Regions from separate parts of the Mus musculus genome. Here all the other regions are linked to region 2. A link is a contact called in public HiChIP or PLAC-seq data. All regions are on one chromosome and are shown on one strand. The core of a region is the stretch at or near the end of the contact, and the rest is flanking DNA. Distances in the headings are between cores, read along the strand shown. Region 1 overlaps Rad9b (RAD9 checkpoint clamp component B). Region 2 holds the start of Pptc7 (PTC7 protein phosphatase homolog). Region 3 overlaps Hvcn1 (hydrogen voltage-gated channel 1).

Evidence for each region. HiChIP or PLAC-seq counts read pairs in DNA pulled down with a chosen protein or histone mark.
Region 1: an H3K4me3 HiChIP or PLAC-seq map of the SCID.adh cell line shows a contact between it and region 2, with 15 read pairs. The contact joins the enhancer-like site here to the promoter of Pptc7 in region 2. A contact is called at or near these places in 23 of 39 promoter capture datasets (the 3T3-L1 cell line, 3T3-L1-derived adipocytes, the C10 cell line and 17 more), 3 of 15 datasets of contacts at CTCF or cohesin (CD8 T cells, the NIH/3T3 cell line and hippocampal excitatory neurons), 105 of 484 Hi-C or Micro-C datasets (the 3T3-L1 cell line, 3T3-L1-derived adipocytes, the 63-12 cell line and 77 more), 30 of 115 datasets of contacts at active chromatin or transcription factors (the 230-238 cell line, CD4 T cells, CD8 T cells and 18 more) and 3 of 9 other capture datasets (adipose tissue, liver and pancreatic islet).
Region 3: a contact with region 2 is called in a CTCF HiChIP or PLAC-seq map of CD8 T cells, with 6 read pairs. The contact joins the enhancer-like site here to the promoter of Pptc7 in region 2. A contact is called at or near these places in 1 of 15 datasets of contacts at CTCF or cohesin (CD8 T cells), 1 of 484 Hi-C or Micro-C datasets (CD4 T cells), 2 of 115 datasets of contacts at active chromatin or transcription factors (effector CD8 T cells and embryonic stem cells) and 3 of 9 other capture datasets (adipose tissue, liver and pancreatic islet).

What each region holds. Positions count from the first base shown.
Region 1 is chr5:122,334,579-122,337,278 of GRCm38.p6, reverse strand. The region is part of intron 6 of Rad9b (RAD9 checkpoint clamp component B); the gene reads left to right. Among named protein-coding and RNA genes, the nearest start is that of Rad9b, 18 kb to the left of the region's middle. Within about 2 kb of position 1,413, at least 7 of the 459 cell types and tissues checked have an H3K27ac peak or open chromatin away from gene starts, as enhancers often do. A contact at or near this core is called in the SCID.adh cell line, where this site is marked.
Region 2 is chr5:122,282,984-122,285,683 of GRCm38.p6, reverse strand. It overlaps Pptc7 (PTC7 protein phosphatase homolog), which reads right to left and starts at 1,286. Exons shown (of 6, transcript NM_177242.4): 1 at 775-1,286. The coding sequence starts at 1,015.
Region 3 is chr5:122,234,123-122,236,822 of GRCm38.p6, reverse strand. All of the region lies in intron 4 of Hvcn1 (hydrogen voltage-gated channel 1), which reads right to left. Among named protein-coding and RNA genes, the nearest start is that of Hvcn1, 26 kb to the right of the region's middle. Within about 2 kb of position 1,447, at least 73 of the 459 cell types and tissues checked have an H3K27ac peak or open chromatin away from gene starts, as enhancers often do. A contact at or near this core is called in CD8 T cells, where this site is marked.

The sequences.
Region 1 (2,700 bases), core at 164-2,663, 51 kb before region 2:
GGAGCCTCAGAAAGGCTATTCTCACTGTATAGGAGCCCACTGCAACGGGTGGACCTCACAGCAGGGCCAGAGCCTTCGGATTCTCTTGAATATGTTATCATATAACTCACATATACAACAGATCACTTCATGTAGTCATTCAAGTACACTTGTGGGTGTACAAGCACCATTATAACTAGACTATTCCGGTTTGCCTGGCCCAAGCCCCAGGTGACCACTTAGCCACTTTCTGTCTCTGTGAGTTTCCCAGACTGGACACTTTGTAGATACAAACTTGGAACCTTGTCCTTTTGTGCCTGCACTCTTGCATGCAGCAGGTTTTCTATGTTGTCTTTACCTGTATTTCATTTTTCTTCATGATTTATTCCTTCTCATAGATGGCTACATTTTCTATATCCATTTACCACTGATGAATCTTTTGATTGTCTCGCTTTATGACTCTTATGAATCACACTGCTATGAGCGGCTGTACATAACCTTTTGTGTAGATGTTTCATTTGGACATAGGTTTGGGAGGGAAAGTGCTGAGTCATATTGTAGCTTTCTATTTAGCCTTATGAAAATGGCCAGATGTTTCCCACCATTTTTTTCCTCCAAGCAGTGATGAAGGTCCGGGTTTCTCTATTCCATTGACAGTCCTTGCTCTTGTCTATTTTTGGAACCTAATGGCTATGACTTAGCTTCTAGTCTCGGTTTGATTTGCTTCCTAAATGTAATGATGTCCAGCTTCATAGACAGCTGTTGTTATCATGTAGCATGGATGCATGTCTGTTAAGACTCTCTCTTCCCAAGCCGGGCGTGGTGGCGAACGCCTTTAATCCCAGCACTCCAGAGGCAGAGGCAGGCGGATTTCTGAGTTCGAGGCCAGCTAAAGTGAGTTCCAGGACAGCCAGGGCTGTCTCCAAAAACCAAAAACCAAACAAACAAAACAACAACAACAAAAAAACCGACTCTCTCTTCCCTGCAATGATGTCATCCTCTTCCCCGGGATAATGTCATCTGACTACTCTGCCAGCCCTTGTCACACCTGTGAATTTCAAACACTCCCTTGGCACTGTCAGTAGGCATTTTCTTCTCTCCTCTTACTTATTCTGAGGAATCTGTCTATGTAACCTGGCTCGTCTTGAACAACTGACCGTCCCAAGCGCTAGGATAATGTGGCTTGTCACCAATGCCTCACTTCTGTGGTTTTCCTCCTCCTTCACCTTTTTCCTGTGCTGGGTTTTGAACCCAGGCCTCACACAAGGTAGGCAAGCACTCTGCTGCTGGGTCTCCAGGTCCCCCAACCCCTCTCTTTTTTAGGATTGGCTCAGCCTAGTTTAGAACTCACTGAGTGGCGTAGCTCACTGGCCTTGAACTGACGGCAGTCCTCTTGCCTCAGCTTCTCAGTGCTGGGTTGTAAGTGTGACTCACCAACCATGCCTAGCTTCTAGACATCTTTTTAGCTTTTACTTTGAGACAGAGGCTGAGATGCCCAAGCTGGTCTTGAGCCCTAAGTTATCTTTTAAGTCACACTTTTATAATTTAGTCTATCTCTTTTATGCTTTTTAATTAATTGATTAATTAATTAATCAGTTATTGATTTTCCAAAACAGGGTTTCTCTTTGTAACAGTCCTGGGTATCCTGGAACTCACTCTGTAGACCAGGCTGGGCTTGAATCCACAGAGATCTACCTGCCTCTGCCTCCTGAGTGCTGGGATTAAAGTCATGTATGCCACCATGCCCAGCTTAATTTATTAATTTTTTATTTAAATTTGGAGAGGATTTAAATTTTTAATATTTTAAAACAGCATAGGATATATAGTTCACTCAAAAAGTATAACTTAATTTTATATGTAAACTATATAGTACTCTCTTTTAGAATTAGTCAGCTTTGGCTATATGTGATGACCCAGACCTGTAATTTCAGTAATTGGGAGGCTGAGACAGGAGGATTAGGAATTCAAGGCCACCTTTGGCCACATAGCATTTTGAGGCTAATCTGGGCTACATGAGACCCTGTCTCACTAAGTACTTTAGATAAATAGATAGAGATAGATAGATAGAACTTTAGATAGATAGATAGATAGATAGATAGATAGATAGATAGGATAGAGACAGACAGACAGACAGACAAAAATAGATGAAGTAAAAAGACACATGGTATTCTGGTTGTTGTTTATTGCTGACAGCAAGCCATTCCAAAACATCGTAGCTGGGACAGTCCTTTCTACCTCTCAGGACTCTGCAGGCTGATGGGACTCAGAGGTATAGTTGCCACTTGGGGCCTCACCTGCTGTGGTTAGGCAGTGATGAGCTAGAAGCACCCAAAGATCTGGAGGCAGTATCTGGGGCGTGCCAGCTGGCTGCTGAGACTAGTTTGGCACAGGTGGTGGCCTTGCTTTGCCTTTTCCTGCTGATTAGCGCAGTCACAGAGCTACCCAGCTTCAAGAGTGGAGTGTCCTTTAAACTCCACCTTCAGGGCAGGACAAAGACTCCCCTCTATGATTCACTCTTGGTTAGCACATGCCTCGGTTTTTTTTTTTTTTTTTTTTTTTTTTTTTAAAGATTTATTTATTTATTATATGTAAGTACACTGTAGCTGTCTTCAGACACTCCAGAAGAGGGCATCAGATCTCATTACGGGTGGTTGTGAGCCACCATGTGGTTGCTGGGATTTGAACTTTGGACCTTTGGAAGAGCAGTCGGGTGCTCTTACC
Region 2 (2,700 bases), core at 37-2,536:
CTCTTTCTCTCTCTCTCCTCTCTCTCTCTCTCTCTCCTCTAGTAACTGGGATAGATCTTAGGAAGCACCTGTGGCCTAAAAAGCTGTGACCGAGTCTCACAGCCTTTTTGGCTGCAGCCTACAAGCAGGTCCAGCCATTCTATTTTGGGTCAAGGAGACCTTTCTGCCACCCCCAAGTGACCTCAAGTAGACAAGCTGGGTTAGGGAGAAAGCACTGCTAGAATTTCTAACCAGGCCAGCAGTCCACCCACAACCCCACGGCCCTTCCCGAAAAGGATGGCAATCCGAGGACGGTCCAGGCAGCGGGAAGAACCCACGACGGGGGGCTGTGGGCTCCCCGCCGTCTGTCTTCGGGTCTGCTCCCGGATCCCGCAGCTGGGACCGGGCCGTGGCGTCAGGAGCTCGCCAAGAAGCAGGGATTCCCGGGGCGCCAAGAGGGAGGAGGGAGTGAGGCAAAGCGAGGTTAGCAGCCTGCAGGTGTCGCCGAACGAGGAGGACGAGGTCGCGTGGGGGCTGTGACTAAGAAGAGTGCGCGGTTCTGCACCGGGACGGACTGGACACATTCCCAAGGCGGTGACCTTGGGCACGTGGCTCCACCGCTCTGTCCCTCAGTTTCCCCATTTCTAAAGTGTGGGGATGGGGAGGGAGGGATCGTGAGGCAGAAAACGCATCTCGGGGCGCTCGGCAAGGCGCTGCGCTGCGCTCAGCGGAGGAAGCAGGGAAGACTCGCACTCCGGAGTCCCCAGGAGGCCGACTTGGGGCCGGGGGACTCACCCAGGACGTCGGCCGAGCGGTGGCGGGCCACGAAACACGCGTCGTCCCCGTAGCACGCGCCCTTCTTGAGCAGGCCCTTACGGAAGTCCTTGCCGAAGCCGCAGCCCGCCGTCACCAACCCGTAGTCGCCGCTGCTGCCACCACCGCCGCCGCCGCCGCCGCCCGCCCTGGGGTCGGTCTGCGACAGGCCGCCGAGCACGGCACGGGCCACCAGGCGTCCATACGACAAGACCGAGAACATCGCCGCCGCCGCCCCCCCGAGGAGGCGCGGGGCCCGGGGCGCCGGAGGACGCCGAGGCCCGGAGCCGGCTCTCTCCTCCGCCGCAGCCGCGCCGCCGGGGCGTTCCTCAGGGCGGCGCGCACTGGCCACTGCCGCCCCTGCCCGCCGCACGGGGCCTCGCACACGCTCTACCGCACGCACTGGAGCCAGAGCGAGGTCAGAGCCGGCGGCTCCTCCGCCTCAACCACACTGGGGTCCCGGCTGCAGCCGCCGCCGCCGCCGCCATCTTCCGCTCCACTAGCGTGTTCCGGGCCGCGCCGGCAGCGCCGCCCCCTCTCCGACCCCGCCCCGGCCCCGCCCCCTCTCCGCGGCTCAGGTCCAAGCCCCGCCCCCTCGGACTCGCAGCCCTATGTAGTCACCGGAATCGAGCGTGCGCAAAGGGTGTGGGCGCAGTGTCTCCTGGAAGTCGTAGTTAAGAGTTATAGTCGCTTTGGTCTTGGCTACCTGTGATCCAGGAGTTAGATTTACCAGAGGACTGTAAATTATTGAGAATGACCGGTAGACTGGGTTGTTGGGGGTTTTTTTTGGGGGGGAATTAGAATGGGTGTCCTGTTTTGATTTTTTTTCTCTCTCACCACCTTTTTTTTTCCCTCTTCTGATTTTTTTGAGATAGAGTTTCATCAAGCACAGGCTGACCTCAGACTCGCTCTGTCACCAAGGTTGGCCTTGGATTCCTTCTGATCTTGCCTACAGCTTCTCAAGTTCAAGGATTACAAATTATGTGCCACTATATCTTGTTTAACAGTTTCTTCCATACACACCACATACACACACCCTCTCTCTATATATATTCCTTTACATAACTGTAAGAAACCAAGATTGGGATTCTACACCATCTAGTATACTGGGTGAGAAACGGCAATCCTAACATTTCCATTATTCCTGTGTCTTGAAAGCCCCAGATCTAGTACCCTAGATCCTAAGTTTGACAGTCAACCTGGCCAAGCAGGTCTTTTTCCTGCCTCTGATTTGGAGGCCTTCAGAAACTGTGGAGGGCTGAGAGAACTGCCAAGATGAGGCCTCTTTCTCCAGCCACAGCTGCCTTCTCTTTTCAAGAGGGTCATCCCTTGGCAGAAAGAAGGGGTCAGGCATGATGGCCTATAGCTCTAATCCCTGGCAGTTAGGAGGCAGAGGTAGGCAGATCTGTGAACATGAGGCCAGCCTGATCTACATAGTGAGTTACAGGTCAGTTAAGGTTACATAGACACCCTGTCTCAAAAAAGAAAGAAAGAAAGAAAGAAAGAAAGAAAGAAAGAAAGAAAGAAAGAAAGAAAGAAAGAAAGAGAGAGAGAAAGAGAGAGAAAGAAAGAAAGAAGAGAGAGGGAGATAAAGAAGAGAGGGGGCACTTTCTATTTTATTTTTTCTAAAACTCTTGGCCTATTTGAACAAAGATCAAACAGCCTTCCCCAAATATTAACAATTGTAAGTTATTTCCCTAAGAAATTATTTCAGTTGAGTAACAGCAAAGACTCTTTATCATCATCATCGTCATTACTGTTCTTTTTTTTTTTTTTTAAGATTTATTTATTATTATATCTAAGTACACTGTAACTGTCTTCAGACACACCAGAAGAGGGCGTCAGATCTCATTATGGATGGTTGTGAGCTACCATGTGGTTGCTGGGATTTGAACTCAGGATCTTCGG
Region 3 (2,700 bases), core at 198-2,697, 49 kb after region 2:
TCTTCCCTCAAGGCTACCACAGCGGGTTCTTCTGTTTTTTTGGTTTTTTGTTTTTTTTTTTAAAAAAGCCTGGGTTTCTGGCCCAGAACTTGGGGGTCCTCTTCCTTGTAGAGTAAGCACTTTCTGACAACCATTTTCCCAGCCTGGATTTTGTTTTTGTTTTTACTTCTTGGTTCTTTTAGAGCCAGAAGAAATCAGCAAATTCATATGATAAGCGAAAGCCAAAGCATAGCCATATTGTGAGCAGGCTCACAGCACAGTCACCAAGCAGCATGAAGCATGGATCTGTGCACCGTGTGGATGAGCTGTGAGTGTTAACACTGAGTGCCCATGTGAGCCCCAGGTACAGCGCAGCCTGGGGTCCCGGTGGGGCAGGCTGGACAGGGACAAGAAGACTCGGAACTGGCTAGTGGGGGCCAGACAGTATCCCAGGTACTGTACGCCACAGAAATAGTTACTTTCCAATGATTAATTTTATATCACATGTCTGTCACCTGAAGTTAAAAGTGAGAAAGAGCAAGAAAAGACACTTGGCCTCTATGAACTGAACGCCCCTCCACCTGGCTGCTTTGTGTGGCAGGGAAGGTCACATCCCATCCTGTGGGGTGCCAACTGCAGGGTTCCATCAGCCTGCACTGGGACCGGAGCCTCAGCGGGCCACACGCTGGACTCTGAAGCAGCAATGGGCAAGTGAGCAGAGGGCTCAAGCTCTGGCGGCCCCTTGATCTAGATGAAAGCGCCAGACCCATCTCAAGCCTGCTGTCCCTAGAGCCTGGCTCACCCACATCTTCTCTTGCTTATGCCATCTCCTGTGACAAGTGACAGCACACACCATCACTAGGTCCTGCAGATCCTACCAGCAGACAGCAAGGATCCTGAACCCCCGCTCCTTCCTCCCATCCCATCCGGGGCTTCCATCCAAGATCTTCAACCAACCTGACCATGGCGGCCCCCACACAGCCCGTCCATGGCAGCCCCTGCCTTGGTGAGCAACCTTGCTGCTTTCTCCACAGGACCCTGGTACCCCTTCTCCACCCCCTACCCAGGCCACAGTCTCTTTCCATACCAGGCCCTTGACCAACTCAGGCCCCTGCCTGAAACATGCCTTTCTGCCCATAGGACCTATTATGCTCAGCTTTGAGCGTCACATGACAGTCACCACGACTACCTCCACCTCCAATTTCTGCCTGCAGGGGACATCTAGCAGGCTAAGCGGCATTTGTCTGTCATCCACAGTAGGTGGAAGACTGTCCCCTCAAACAATAAATACCTTTATGAGAGTCAGACCTAAGCCTGGCAGGCAGAGTGGTGGGGATGAGTCCCTTCAGAGGCAGGGACATGCAGGGGGCGGGGGGCGCTGGGGCTCCCTTTACAGCTGGAAGGAAGCAGGCTCTCTCCCTCTGCTCTGAAATTGCAGGTTTGGGATTTCAACCCCAACAACATAATACCACGTTTCCTGCCATAGCCGCAGAGGGGCCGGCAAGATGCAAGGGATGCTGGGTTGTTGGCTCACTTTAAGTGAGAGAAAAGACAAACATTTTTTTTTCTCTCCCTGAGAACAGTGTTCTTGGTGAGACCGAGGCTGCCTCTTCCTGCTTCCAGAAGGGACTTGGACTATGATACCCTGAGTGGCACCCCCAAAGTGCCTCCCTGAGCTACTGGACTCACCAGGAACTGACTGCCCCTATTTATTCTTTGGTCTCTTGCATTCTCCTGGAGGCATCCCTGCTTCTAGACAGCTGCTCGCCACCTCAGAGCAGAGACAGAAGCTTGCCCTTGTTCGTGGGGCCGGAGAGCTGGCTCCGTGGTTAAGAATGTTCACCGCAGAGGACCTAGGCTCAGTTCCTCAAACCCCCATCTGGTGACTTACAACCACCTAGATCTCTAGCTCCTGGAGATCAGACACCCCTGACCTCCGAGGGCTCCAGCATACAAATGATGCATGTATACACATATAAAAATCTTTTTGAAAAAAATTGCCCTTCACAATGGTAGAACAGATGGCTTGCAGAGTTCAGCTCAGCTTGTTTCTCTCTGCAGCCAGGAAGTTCCCCTCTCTCTCCCCCTGTGGTAGCATCTGCAGAGAGGTGGTGACAGTGAGAGTCAGGTGTGTGTGTGTGTGTGTGTGTGTGTGTATTTACATACATGTAAAAATCAGAGATCCACATTCGTGTCTACAGTTCCCCTATCCATTTCACTCTTTGAGACTGGGTAGCATTGTGTTAGACTCTCTCATGGAACCTGGGTCTCCCCCACTGGCCAGTGAGTCCCAAGGAACCTCTTGTCTACCTCCCAATGCTGTGATTGCTGGCACGTACTGCCACATCTGACATTTTCCCTGGGCACTGGGGACTCGAATTCAGGCCCTCATGCTTGTACAACAAGTGCTCCCCTCTCCCACCACCCCCCCATCCCTGTAACCACCTCCCAAGCCTCCCCAGCCTCCCTAGCCTCCCCAGCCTCCCCAGCCTCCCCAGCCCCACAGCCCCACATGCTCTCTGCTCTGAGGGCCAAGCATGGTGATGAGGTTGCAAAGCAGGGACCCTCATGCTTGTCCAGGAGTAGGCACTCTGGAATGAATGCTTCTCTCGTAGTACTCTGAGCATACACACTGGCCACAATGAAAGTAACTAGCATAAAATAACCGTTCATAGGTTGCCATAAAGATCCTCAGCAGTGGGTCCAGTCATGAGGCTGTGG